Linked DNA regions of Ovis aries: regions 2 and 3 are each linked to region 1. The links are chromatin contacts, called in public Hi-C maps. All regions are on one chromosome and are shown on one strand. The core of a region is the stretch at or near the end of the contact, and the rest is flanking DNA. Distances in the headings are between cores, read along the strand shown. Region 1 holds the start of APH1B (aph-1 homolog B, gamma-secretase subunit). Region 2 holds the start of TPM1 (tropomyosin 1). Region 3 holds the start of LACTB (lactamase beta).

Region 1 (4,616 bases), core at 713-3,212:
AAGCAGCAAATGTTTGTGAATTCCACTTTTAAAATTATTTCATTCATTGAATAGGTATTTAGTGAGCACCCTCTTCTGGTCTGAAGGCAAGAGTACTGGAGTGGGTAGCCATTCGCTTCTCTAGGGGAACTTCCAAACCTTGGGATACAACACAGGCCTCCTGAATTGCAGGCAGATTCTTTACCATCTGAGCCACTGCTGTTGTGCAAACAACAAAGAACAAAACAAAAACCCTGCCCTACAAAATTTTATGTATTAATGGGAGAGACAAACGAGTAAAAACTGAGCAGGGAGATGTTCCTGTTACTATGAATGCCTTCAAAACAATTTTGTAAAGACTTGGCAGGAGTGGAGTACAAATAAAACTAGCTCACCAAAACAACCCCGAGACGGGGCTTTTACAGTCTGAGAGTTATCACCTGGGTCGTCACAGCCACTCCAGCTAGTTTTGTACAGTCAACAAATGGCATAATGTCCTTTAAAAAAAAAGACTCCTTTGTTTAGAAATGGAATCCTGCCTATGTCCTGTGTGTTCTTCTTCAGTTGATCTGGAATCTTCCCCTGTCCTGGATACAAAGGGGGTTGGGGACCTCCACTCCTCTTAGGCACCTCACAGCTGGTGTCCTTGGCCAGCTTGATGTATACAGTTAGTGGCAGCAGGGGACTGAGTGCTTTGCTCCAATTCTAAAATCTCCAGCGATCTCTGCCTCTGGATCAGAAGCTACTACACCTTGAGACATGTTAGAACTGGACATGGAACAACAGACTGGTTCCAAATTGGGAGAGGAGTATGTCAAGGCTGTATGTTGTCACCCTACTTATTTAACTTATATGCAGTGTATATCATGGGAAATGCTGGGCTGGATGAAGCATAAGCTGGAATCAAAATTGCCGGGAGAAATATCAATAACCTCAGATATGCAGAAAACACCATCCTTATGGCAGAAAGCGAAGAGGAACTAAAGAGCCTCTTGATGGAAGTGAAAGAGGAGAGTGAAAAAGCTGGCTTAAAACTCAACATTCAGAAAACTAAGATCATGGCATCCGGTGCCATCACTTCATGGCAAAGAGATGGGGAAACAATAGAAGCAGTAAAAGACTATTTTCTTGTGCTCCAAAATCACTGCAAATGACTGCAGCCATGAAATTAAAAGATGCTTGCTCCTTAGAAAAAAAAGCTGTGAGGAACCTAGACAGCGCATTAAAAAGCAGAGACATTACTTTCCTGACAAAGGCCCACATAGTCAAAGCTATGGTTTTACCAGTAGTCATGTACGTATGTGAGAGTTGGACCATAAAGAAGACTGAGCACCAAAGAATTGATGCTTTCAAACTGTGTTATTGGAGAAGACTCTCGAGAGTCCCTTGGACTGTAAGGAGATCAAACTAGTCAACCCTAAAGGAAATCAATCCTGAATATTCATTGGAAGGACTGATGCTGAAGCTCCAATACTTTGGCCACCTGATGCGAAGAGCCAGCTCATCCTGATGCTGGGAAAGATTGAAGGCAAGAGGAGAAGGGACGACAGAGGATGAGATAGTTGGATGGCATCACCAACTCAATGGACAAGAATTTGAGCAAACTCCGGGAGATGGTGAAGGACAGGGAAGCCTGGTGCTGCAGTCCACGGGCTCGTAGAGTGGAGAAGGACTGAGCAAGCAACCAACAACAACGACTCCAGAGCGGAAGCCCGGTGAGGCCCGCCCCGCCGCGCCCCGCCCCGCCCCGCCGCGCCCCGCCCCGCCGCGCCCCGCCGCGCCCCGCCCCGCCGCGCCCCGCCGCGCCCCGCCCCGCCGCGCCCCTCCCTCCAGCCCCGCCCCGCTGCGTCCCGCCCTTCGCCGCGCAGCGCCCCGTGCCTCCGCCGCGGTCCGCCCACCGCCGCGGCCCGCCCATTGGCGCACCTCGCCCCGCCTCCACCACGCCCTCGCCCTCCGCGGCGCCCCGCTCTCGCCCCGCCTCCAGTCCCTGGTCCTGCCCCGCCCTCGTCCCGGTGCTCAGCTGGTTCGGCGCTCTGCGCCCCAGTGTCCAGGCCAGGCCCCCACCTCGGCAGGCTTCTGCGGTCGCCATGACGGCGGCCGTGTTCTTCGGCTGCGCCTTCATTGCCTTCGGGCCTGCGCTCGCCCTCTACATCTTCACCATCGTCACCGAGCCGTTACGCATCATCTTTCTCATCATTGGGTAAGGCGGTTGCGCCGGGAAACCTGGACCCGGGGCTCCCCTCCCCCGCCGGGGGTACCCGCGATCCCTGGCGCCCCACCAAACATCTCGATCACGTTGGGCTTTAGAGCGGAGAATGGTTGGCAGTGGGAGAGCTGAGACCCCTTCCGCTGGGACTTCTTGCCCTCCTCCGAGGGTCGGCGACCTCAGAGAGCGAGCTCACGTCGTGAAGGAGCTCACGCCGTGGGTCTCAGAAAACCCTGGCGCTTGGCTCGGTAGTCTTTGCCTAGGGTCCGTGGGTGGGCGTTCGTCATACATTAAAACTGTGTAAAGAATTGTGGATAACTTCAAATATGCATCTTTGATTTATTTGAAGAGAGCGCCCGTCAGATTCAAACAGGCATCTCTAATCCCAAGCTAGTTAAGAGCCCTTAAGCATCTGGGGATCAGGTGCTTTAAAACACACTCCTGCCCAATCCCTACCCGTGATCAACTGATCAAATGTCTAGGGGATGGGATTCGGACTACGCAATCTAAGAGACCCAGGTGACCCAGGTATGCGGCCAAAGGGTAAGAAGCCTGTGAAAACTCCGCATCACCTGTAGTGCATCTCTTTCCAGGAGCTTGGTCAATACTGAACTCCTGTGGCGAATGTGATCGTAATGCCAGTTTTCACCTGTCTGGCAGCTCTTACTGGAGCTTCCCCATGACCCTCTGTGCTGTTAAGTCTCAATTGGCATCAGGAGAAACGGCGAGGCCAGGCCAGTGAGTCCCACCTTTTCTGAACTTCTTCACCACTCACACTGTATTGAAAGTGCTGCATCACAAGAGTCATTTAAAAACCAATATAGAGGGACTTCACTGGTGGTCCAGTGGTTAAGAATCTGCCATTAAGTTCAGGGGACTCTGGTTCGATCCTGGTTGGGGAACCAAGATCCGACATGCCTGCTGCGGGGTAACCACACCTGCTGGCCACAACTAAGACCCTATGTGGCCAAGTAAAACAAAACAAAATACAATAGAGATTTGGGCAGAAAGTCTGTAAAGCTTGTTATAATCATTAAACTCCACAGGAATGTTGTAAAAACCAGACCTGGGAAACTGATCTAGATCAGAGCACAGGCTTTCAACATCTGGATTTTAAACAACTGTTCTGTTAATAGAGACATAGACATTTTCCTGGAAAAAATATTTACACATGAGTGGACAAAGCTTTAATTAGGAAGCTTAATTAGCAAATAACGAAATTTCCAGCCAGACAGTCCTTGGCAAATAGTCTTCAGATGTACTTACAAAAAGAAGGGTCACTGAAAAAAGTGATTTTTTAACGAAAAATTTCAAATTCCTCTTGGACTGCATGTTTGTTTCACCAGGGAAACTGCACATTGATTGAGAACAGTTGAACGTTTTCTGTCAGGAAATCTCTCTCTTCTCAAGCAGGGTTTTGTTTTTATTTTTATTTACTTATTTTATATGTAATTCTTTCAGCTGTAAGCAGCATCTCTTGGCTCTATACATTTTATTTATTTTTAACTTTTCACTTTGTTTTGGGCTGTAGCCAGTTACAATGTTGTGATAGATTAAGGTGAAGAGCAAAGGACTCAGCCATATGGATACATGTATCCATTCTCCCCCAAACCACACTGCTATATTTAAAACGAATAACCAGAACCTGCTGTGTATAGCACATGGAATCCTGCTCAGTGTTATGTGGCAACCTGTACATTTTATTATTATTATTATTTTTGCCATGTGATATGTGGGATCTTGTTCCCCAACCAAGAATCGAACCTGCTCTCCCTGCATTGGAAGCTCAGAGCCCTAACCACTGGATGACCAAGGAAGTCCCTTTTTTCTTTCCTGCCTTTAAATTGTTTTTCATCCTGTTCACTTATAACTTTTTTCCCTTCCAATTTTCAGAGCTTTCTTCTGGTTGGTGTCTCTGCTGTTTTCTTCCCTCATTTGGTTCACGACAGCAACCCTTATTGGTAACAAAGATGAACCAAGAGAGAAATATTTGCTGATTTTTGGAGTGTTAATCTCAGTCCTTATCCAAGAAATGTTCCGGTTTGCATATTATAAACTTTTAAAGTAAGTTAAGTGTTTGGTTTACTTTTTTCCCCCAGTGTTTTTTGAATTATTATGTAGTAATTTGAAACATTAATATGTTGTTGTATTTGAAGGTCCATGTTTTCCTACATAGTTCCAAGCCAGGGGATCATACATTTCTAGCCTGAAAATATTGAGTATTTTGAGTTGTGGGCCCTCATTCCTTCCTTCACTCGTTCAAAAAATATGTCTTGAGAATTTGCTTAATGCTGTGCACTGCTCTGGGTACTGGGGATACATCATGATTAAAAGACAGTCTCATGGTGGTACCTTATAGTGGAAAGAGACAACAAATGAATAAATAAGAAAATACATTGTATATTACAAGATAAGTGCCGTAGAGAAAAAT
Region 2 (4,616 bases), core at 1,552-4,051, 250 kb before region 1:
TGAAATGGAAATGACTGAGGCCAGGGACCTGTTATGTTAACCCATCAGTCTAGGGATTAGTGATATGGTACCAAGGAATTTTTTAAATTGGCTTTGTGCAGCTCGCATACTGGACACCATAGTCTTTGACTTCTAGAGGCAGGGAGGGGAAGAAAAAATGAATGGTTTAAACTTAAAGAATCAGGCCTGAATATCTGAGTCCCTAAATTCAAGCCCCTTCGCCATACACCCCTCCTATCTACCTTTCCAGTCTCACCTCCCAGTTCATCCCCAAGTAAACCTACTGTCCAACCACCATCAAATATTCTCTTTCTACCCTTGGCTCATACAATACCCTCCTCTCTATCTAATTGCTATCCTTCCTCTAAAATCAGTTTAAAAACCACCACTTTTCAGAATAGTTTTTATCTGTCTGTCAGAATAGTTTTATCTGTCTGTCTCTGATCTGGTCATTTCTACTTCTTTCTCCACTGTTCATGCTGAACACCTGGAAGACATGGATGTATCTTACTTAATTGGGGATCCTGGAGCCTAGTGCCTGCCTTGTATACAACAGGTGCTCACCAGTGGTGTGTTTGAATAGATGGTCTATAACACTAGTTCACTTAAGGAAACTTTAGCATGTTTCTCTATGTTTGGCACAGCAGAGAAAATTCACAATACATGGTCCCTCCAGGAGTTTCTCTAGTTCAGTTGCCTCATTTTATAAATGAGAAAACTGAGGCCGAGAGACAAGAGATGACTTGCCCTCTGCCACCCGAGCAGCCACAATTTACTGAGTACTTTGCTATGTGCTAGACAAAACGCTTTTCATTCTTTATCTCATTTTCATTCTTGTAACAACCCTAAGAGGGAAGAATTTGTATACCTACCTTACAGAACAGAAAACTGAAGCTTAAAGAGATTATAATGTGGTTAAGGCCATCTTGCAAGGAGGTAGCCAGGCCAAGTTTGGATTCCAGGGTCTAACTCTGGGGTCCCTACGCATAAACCTTATGCTGAGCTCCAAGCTGGGAAGTCAGCTCCCTGGGGTCCACACATCTGTATATGACCCAGAGGCCTTGAACTCTGTCAGTGTTCCAGTGGCTGGGTTCACATGTGGCGATTAAAGGGTCCTGGTGAATTTCTATACCATGCAGTGCCTGTGCACACAAATCTAGTGTTCTCACCATTAGGTCAGGGTATATTTTTTCCCCCCTCCTGGGCAGTTGGGTCAGTGGAAGAAACCTGATAAAATCCTGGGAGGAACTTGATCATTCTCTGAAGGACTTACAAGATGTTTGACCTGCCTGATCTGCTCAGATACCGTCCAGGGAATATTCAGTATCCATGTAGGACAGGTTGTGAATTATTCTGTGGGGACTGTTAACAAGACCCAACAAGACCCTCACCAGCTCTGCCTCAGCCAGTATCAAGCAGGGTTTGGGAACAGCCCTTTCTTCCCTTCCCATCGAAAGTCTGAAAAGAGCAGGCTTTTCCCCATGGGGACTGGGAGGAGTAAGAGTTATAGGAGGAAACCCTCCTACCTCTGAGCAAAGCTTGCTGTACAGAGCAGGGCCTGTTCCCTCCTCAGAGTTATAGCTGTGGATACAATGACTTGGCTGGGATAACATTTATCCCTGTGTTTTAGTAACCTAGTACCTGAGTGCCTAACATGGAAAGAGGCCAACTCGCTAAACTCAGTGCAAGGAAAATGATTAAAAGTTAGATCTGGTGGCATCATAGGGATCATCTACCCCTCATCCTCAGGTTTAAAGATGTAGCACAGAGGCCAACTGGCTTGTCAAGTTGTTAGAGCTTGTCAACTCGCTTGTCAGAGCTGCTGGTGAGAGAGACCAAAAAACTAAGTTGCCTGACTCTAAACTCAATAGCCTTTCCCGTTAAACTCGCAAGCTCCCACCCACACACCAACAAACACACCCCACCCTTTGGGGAAGTACCACACACAGGCACACACAGAACCGAGTCCTATGTCCCTCCTAAGGTATACAACTGTCTTTCCCCTGGGGGACAGAGAACCGCATAAGACAGATTTGCAGACGTTCTGGCCCGCACCAGCAGACATATACAGCACCCCAGGTCTCCCTCCAACTTGTTCTTTCTCTGCTCCAGTTGAGTTTCCAGAACATGAAAGCCAGCCCGTGCTGACACCCTGTAGGCAGGGCGGGCGCCGGGAGCGCATGGGCCTGGACACCATCGCGGTGGCTGCGGGGACCCCAGGTCCTGATGCTTAGCGAGCCGCTGGGTCTGGCGGCCCAGAAAGCGACGCGCATCCTCTACCTGCCCGGCTCGCTCCTCAGGCCTCCTGTGACTTAGGACGGCTCGGCTGGGGACCCTAGAGCCGGAGCGTGAACCCCGGGAGGAGGGGGCGCAGAGGGCGGAGGGAAGTACCCGGGCCCCCGGTCCGGGAGAGGCCCCAGTGCCCTCTCCCTGGCGTGCAGGTTTGGAAAACTGGAGGCCTCGCCCGGCGGCTGCCTCGGCTGGCTGCTCGGGTCCCCATATATAGTCATATCCACCGTCAACTGGGAGGCCGGCAGGCGGCAGCGAATGGGCGAGCAGCCCCCGCGGGAGCAGCGGGGAGGGCGCGGGGGGCGGAGGGAGGAGAAGGGGGAAAGGGGGCAGGAGAAAAAAGCTCTTCCAAAAAAGTATTGGCTGTCTTGAGGAATGCGGTCGCCCCCTTGGGAAAGTACATATCTGGGAGCAGCAGGCGGCTCGGCGCTCGCACTCCGGCTCCGCCGCTTCACCGCGCGCTCGCCTCCCTGCTCCCGCCGCAGCCCCAGGGCCCCTCGCCGCCGCCACCATGGACGCCATCAAGAAGAAGATGCAGATGCTCAAGCTCGACAAGGAGAACGCCTTGGATCGAGCGGAGCAGGCGGAGGCCGATAAGAAGGCAGCGGAGGACAGGAGCAAGCAGGTCTGCGCCTCCCAACCGTGCGCCCGGGGGTCGCCCGCGCCCCGCCCGCCCTGGGGCCCGGAGCCCCGGGACCCGGCCTAGCACCCCTTCCTGGCCCCTCACCCCGAGGACTCCGGGAGCCACCCCCACTCCAGGGCGCCTGAGAAGCGGGAGGGGAAGAGCAGGACTGGCTTATTCTAACTTTTTCTCTTACCTGGGGACGCTTATTTCCCTTCTCCGGTTGCCGGAGACCGTCAAGTCCCATCAAGTGCTAGAGGCACTTGGTTCTGAGGATCAGAAAACAATTTTGGATCTGGGGGTGGGGGAGAGGAGGAGGGTTGAAGGGAATCAAGTCCAGAAAGTGTTCGAAGTTCTTCTGGACTTTTGACCGGGGGAGATAAAACCTTCAACTGGGGGAGGGAGGAAGTCAGGGAGGGGGGAACGACAGTCACGGAGGTTTTTTTTTTTTGGTTAAAACAAAGATGGGACAGAAGAGAGTGTATGGCGGGCGCGGAATCGGGGGCCATCCATTTATTCTGCAACGCCAAGTTGTGGCCTTGAGCCCGCTGAGACCTCGGTAGGAGTGTCGTCCCCGGGAGCGGTGGGGGGTATGAAGTAGCCTCGGGACAAGAGGAGGTTACCTAGGGACCCTTGAACCCCAACTCGGTGGCGCCCCAAAGCTGAAGGGCCCCAGCCAACCCGGTGCCCGTGTTGTGTGTGTGTGTCTAACACCCGGTCCGTGCCGGCCGCCCGCGCCCGCCCGCCGCCGCCCCCCAGCTCGAGGAGGACATAGCGGCCAAGGAGAAGCTGCTGCGGGTGTCGGAGGACGAGCGGGACCGGGTGCTGGAGGAGCTGCACAAGGCAGAGGACAGCCTCCTGGCCGCCGACGAAACCGCCGCCAAGGTACCCCGGGCGCGCGCGGCGCGGCGCACGAATGGCTAACTCTGTCTCTCTCTCTCTCCCTCCCTGTCTTTCCCTTTCTCTCTCCCGCTGTCCCTGTCCTTCTGGCTCTGTGCACCCACAACCCTCCCTTGCGGGATCACGCTGCCTGCCGCACCCCCCACCCCGTCCCGTCCCCGTCCCCCACGGCCAACTCCCAGCTGGAAGATGAGCTGGTGTCGCTGCAAAAGAAACTCAAGGCCACCGAAGATGAACTGGACAAATACTCCGAGGCTCTCAAAGATGCCCAGGAGAAGCTGGAGCTGGCGGAGAAAAAGGCCACCGACGTAAGTGCACGCACACACTGCCCCCCTCACCTCCTGCCCTTGGGGCCTGCTCTGGGGGTCATCACAGGGGCCGGAAAACCATGGAGGAGGGTCACCTCCTCTCAGCTGGACACGTGCGCACAGCCTGCCATGGCCCAGAGCACTGGACGCTGCCCTCAACTGCTACTGCACAGTTCATTTTTATTTCATCCATTCCTCTCTCTTTTTTCTCCTTCTTTCTTCACCCCTGGGGTTGGAGGGGGTGGGGGTGGTGAGAATCTGGGAGAACACGGCAACTGAAATTGGACTCTGGAAGTGAACCCTTCCCTGTGGTGGCAGAAAACCTCTGAGGTGTCATCACCAAGGTTTGTGCAAATAGAATGCCTAGTTTTCTCCGTTTTCTTTTTGCCATCTCTGGTGGGTGGGAAGGCCTGGTTTTCAGTGACCAATCTAGTCAGGATTCAGAGGACCTGGCCTCTGTATTGAAAGAATGACATAGCGCGTGCTACTTATTCTGA
Region 3 (4,616 bases), core at 969-3,468, 150 kb before region 1:
CTCTCTATATGGCTCTCTGCTTCTGATTCAAGGAGAGGTGACATATATATAGTATAGTTTTTAAAAGAATGATAAAATGAGAATTTATTGTAACCACTATTGGCTGTCTTTTACATTCTTTATACTTTTCTCTCACTGAGATGTGCTTGGAGTAGTGGGGTCCCCTCTAACAGGAACCTCCAATACCATGGTGCCAGAGTACACCCTGTCCACTCTAACAGCAGGTGGTACTCCAGGGTCCTCAGTGAGTTTCACTGCAAAAACTTTTGGGTCCTAGGATAACCTGGTCTCTTCAGGGTTGTAGGCTTTATAAACAGCCCATCACTGTATAATTATTTAGCTCAAGGATCTTCTTACTAGATACGGTTACCATTATTGCCTTTTCCTTAAAATTAAATAATAGCTCTAGATGTTTGGGGTTCCCTGATGGCTCAGATGGTGAAGAATCTCCCTGCAATGCAGGAGACCCAGGTTTGATCCCTGGGTCAGGAAGCTCCATGGAGAAGGAAATGGCAACCCACTCCAGTATTCTTACCTGGAGAATTCCATGGACAGAGGAGCCTAGAGGGCTGCAGTTCATGGGGTCGCAGAGTCGGACATGACTGAGCAACTAACACTTTCATTTTTTTAAGATGTTCACAACTTTTTCTCTTGACAATAGCTTGTCAAGTCTGTGAATTCTCTCTACAAATTCCACGTATAAGGAAAGACAGGCTCATTTTATACATTGTATATGCTGCCCCAGTGCTAAGGTTTACAAGCTTTCAGAAATCCTTGGGAAATATATAAATATATTTATTATTTAAATAATTTGATTTAATACATATTAAATATTTTTATTTTTAAAAATACTATGATATTTTAAATATACCATATGTAATATATAAAAGATAATTATATATCCCGAAGTAATGAATGCTTATCTTCAAAATTAACATCTCATTAACTGTTCAGTTAGGATTATACTCCTTTTACATTTTATGGTAACCTGAGGTTAGGTTTCTTATTTCACAAGAACCTCTGATCATCTACAGCTGTCAGAGATCATACCTAACTACAAATTACATGATACTTTTGGATTAGAAGTTTTAAGTGCAAATTTTATTCACAGAATTTTTAACAGCATTTTTTTTTAATATGAGGCCTAGATACAACAATATTGTTATATGTTTGATGTGGTGTGAAGCTAGACTTTCAGAAGTAAGAGATTTTAAAGAGCCTCAGAGAAATGGAAGAAGCTGAAATGAGACATAAAGAATAGACATGACAAGAGAGGAAAAGGGTCCTGGGGAAAGGAGCTGCCTACTGAGCTGCTGCTGTGTGCCAAGCGCTGTTGCAGGAGCTGAAGATCTAAAGTAAGTCAGCCTGGTAAGAAATCAGATTAGTTGAGTGAAACAAAGCCTTAAGTGTTACTGAAAGTTATGACCAACCTAGATAGCATATTCAAAAGCAGAGACATTACTTTGCCAACAAAGGTCCATCTAGTCAAGGCTATGGTTTTTCCAGTGGTCATGTATGGATGTGAGAGTTGGACTATGAAGAAGGCTGAGCGCTGAAGAATTGATGCTTTTGAACTGTGGTGTTAGAGAAGACTCTTGAGAGTCCCTTGGACTGCAAGGAGATCCAACCAGTCCATTCTGAAGGAGATCAGTCCTGGGTGTTCTTTGGAAGAACTGATGCTGAAGCTGAAACTCCAATACTTTGGCCACCTCATGCAAAGAGTTGACTCATTGGAAAAGACTGATGCTGGGAGGGATTGGGGGCAGGAGGAGAAGGGGACGACAGAGGATGAGATGGCTGGATGGCATCACTGACTCGATGGACATGAGTTTGGGTGAACTCCGGGAGTTGGTGATGGACAGGGAGGCCTGGTGTGCTGCAATTCATGGGGTCGCAAAGAGTGGGACACTACTGAGCGACTGAACTGAACTGAACTGAAGATGTGCACATTGGGGCTCCAGGTGTGGAGAGAGCTCCTAGGGACGGGGCCTACGAACGCTTCTCTGAAGAGGCGACACCGGATCTAAGAGGAGGCAGAAGGGGGGAAACGAGGGGAGGGAGAAAGATGAAGAAATATCAAGAAAGAGACAGGACAAAGTTAAAAAAGGAAAAGAGGAAGGACTCGATGCTATCGGCGCTCCGCCCATCGTGCCTTGACTGCTAGGGCCCGAGCGCAGTCACCGCCCCCCTCCCTTCCCCGCCCTCCCATCCCTTCCTAGAGCCTCAGCCACCAGCCCGGCCTGTGGGAGCTCTGAAGCTGCCTGCTCGCCAGAGACACCATGTACCGGCTCCTGTCAGCCGTGACGGCCAGGGCCGCGACCACCGGGGGCTGCGCCTGGGGCTGTGGGCGGCGTGCGGTTCATCAGCGCGCTGGGCTGCCGCCACTCGGCCCCGGGTGGGTCGGGGGCCTCGGGCTGGGGCTGGGGCTGGCACTTGGGGTTAAGCTGGCCGGCGGGCTGAGGGGCGCATCCCCCGCGCCACCTGCCGCGGCCCCCGACCCCGAGGCCCCGCCTCAGGCCGAGCTGCTGCAGGCGCAGGAACAGCCCCTCGCCCCGTGGTCTCCGCAGACCCTGGCGCCGCCGCACGCCAGACACTTCGCCAGAGCCATCGACAGTAGCCGCGACCTCCTGCACAGGATCAAGGTGGAGCGACCGGGGGTGTAGGCAGCCGGGAACCCGGCGCCCCACCCCCGGCGTCACCCCGGAGTAATGAGGCCCCTTGGTGGTTATCCTTCGGGGCGAGAGGACCCCATCCCGGGCGGCGGGATGCCGGCTGGTGGCGAAAAAGACTTCCCGTTTCCCGTTCTCCCGGCCATGGTCAGAAGCTGTTGGGAGGTTGCCCCAGTCGGGGCGGAGGTCAAGGTCCGCCTCGGGGACCGCCCCTTCCCCCTCAGGGTGCCCAGCAGGCACACCCCTCACCGTTAGCGCCCGGCCGGCCGGAGCGGAGGTGGGCGGGGCCCGGGGAGAGGGGGCGTGGTGGGGCGGGGCCGAGGGAAGCCCTCGAGGAAGGCGCAGGCGGATTTCGGACTGTCTTTGAGCTGTGCTCTTGAACTATGCTCTCCCCTTGGCTCTTAGGATGAGGTGGGCGCACCTGGCATCGTAGTTGGAGTCTCTGTAGATGGAAAAGAAGTCTGGTCAGAAGGTAGGCTCAGAATAGCTTTATTTATTGGCTTATTTTCTGCCAGTCGGTGAATAAAATCTTCCATGAAGTGGAATACATACTTCAGAGAAAAGTGTCTAACAGAATAAAGAATTGGACTTTATTCTGTGTTGGAATAGAATAGCAAGGCTTAAAATATGACTGATGAATAAAATGGAGTCTTAAAGATGGGTTGTTTCTACCCCCACTTTCTTAAAAGACTGAATTTATTGCTTTCAAAGTTGTGTATAAAACAGTCTGTTAACTGCACGTTTGTAGATAACCCTTATGATTAAATAAAACATCAGAATGTAGTGGTTTTCCTTTTTAATTCAGTCGATTTATGAGTCCTCTGTTGTGTAAAATGCACAGTACTAAGAACTGGGGATATACATGATTCCTTTTTGTCAACGAGTTTACAATCTACTTTCTTTGTTTTTGACTATACGGGGATGTCAGCTATATTTTCAGAAAAAGCTAGCAACTTGGGAAGATAGATTTCTAGTCATTCTGTGATACTTTTATCAAAGAATTTTGTAATTTGGTTTACTTTTCCATTGTGCACAAACTGGTCCAACTCATCACAGAAGGTTTTTAGAAACCCAGCTTTTAGGAAATGTTGTCTCAGACATCATTTAAAGGAAGGAGTACTTTTAGAAGTTGATAGGAGCAGTAAGGTTTTGAATTTAAAGAAAAAATGATTCTTTATCCAAGTTTAAGCATAGCCCAATCAACATTTATGAAAGATATTATAATAAAAATTATATAAATGTCAGCTCTGTAGGTGAGGGCTCTGTTTTTATGCAAGTATTTTTCTGCATAATCTACATTTACAGGTGAAAATAATTATACCTTTTCATTCTTTTCAGATCTAAGTTCTTTATATATCTTAGATTGCCACACTTTTATCCTACAGAAGATGAAACCAAACTTAAAATATTTTCTGGGCTTCCCTGATGGCTCAGAGATTAGAAGGAGCTTTATTTAAACTCGTTGTTGTTGTCAGTCGTGTCTGACTCTTTGCGACCCCATGAGTACATTAGTCTTCTTCTGACCTGCAGCTGAATTTAATTGATGATTAGCTTGATTGGTTTTCTGGGGCATCTTTTCACATTTGTTTTATTAGTCATTTTAAGGGATTTTGTATAAACTCCCTAAAAAATCAAGAATAAATATAATCTGAAGAACAATGATGTTTTCCTTAAAGAATGTAATTTATTTAAAATATGGAATAACCAAATTTTTTAGATAAGCTAAGCATCAGTAACTGAATCATAACATTACTGTTTTGCACAGGGTACAGTTTCAGTCTTGTTATAAGGTTAAATTGTTAGGCCTACTGTTGTCAGTATTGCTAAGACTCATCCCTTATGTGTTCAGTTTTGATTAATTATGCAAGTAGAATAGCTTTTTCTTTTGATAAGCACATAGATTGTTTTAAGATAGTATTATTTCAGTTTTTGAAGACTCCTTTGACC

The links. Hi-C and Micro-C count contacts between places; a contact is called where the count stands out from the background.
Region 2: a contact with region 1 is called in a Hi-C map of muscle, with 4 times the contacts expected there. The contact joins the promoter of TPM1 here to the promoter of APH1B in region 1. A contact is called at or near these places in 2 of 16 Hi-C or Micro-C datasets (muscle and tail adipose tissue).
Region 3: a contact with region 1 is called in a Hi-C map of liver, with 2.7 times the contacts expected there. The contact joins the promoter of LACTB here to the promoter of APH1B in region 1. A contact is called at or near these places in 2 of 16 Hi-C or Micro-C datasets (hypothalamus and liver).

Annotation. Positions count from the first base shown.
Region 1 is chr7:44,960,406-44,965,021 of ARS-UI_Ramb_v3.0, reverse strand. APH1B (aph-1 homolog B, gamma-secretase subunit) reads left to right here and starts at 1,962. Exons shown (of 7, transcript XM_060417837.1): 1 at 1,962-2,179; 2 at 4,079-4,249. The coding sequence starts at 2,067.
Region 2 is chr7:45,206,270-45,210,885 of ARS-UI_Ramb_v3.0, reverse strand. TPM1 (tropomyosin 1) reads left to right here and starts at 2,801. Exons shown (of 9, transcript NM_001126351.1): 1 at 2,801-2,914; 2 at 3,994-4,119. The coding sequence starts at 2,801. It overlaps LOC132660183 (a long non-coding RNA gene), which reads right to left and starts at 3,271. Exons shown (of 2, transcript XR_009601486.1): 1 at 3,108-3,271.
Region 3 is chr7:45,110,422-45,115,037 of ARS-UI_Ramb_v3.0, reverse strand. LACTB (lactamase beta) reads left to right here and starts at 2,218. Exons shown (of 6, transcript XM_015096997.4): 1 at 2,218-2,642; 2 at 3,075-3,141. The coding sequence starts at 2,280.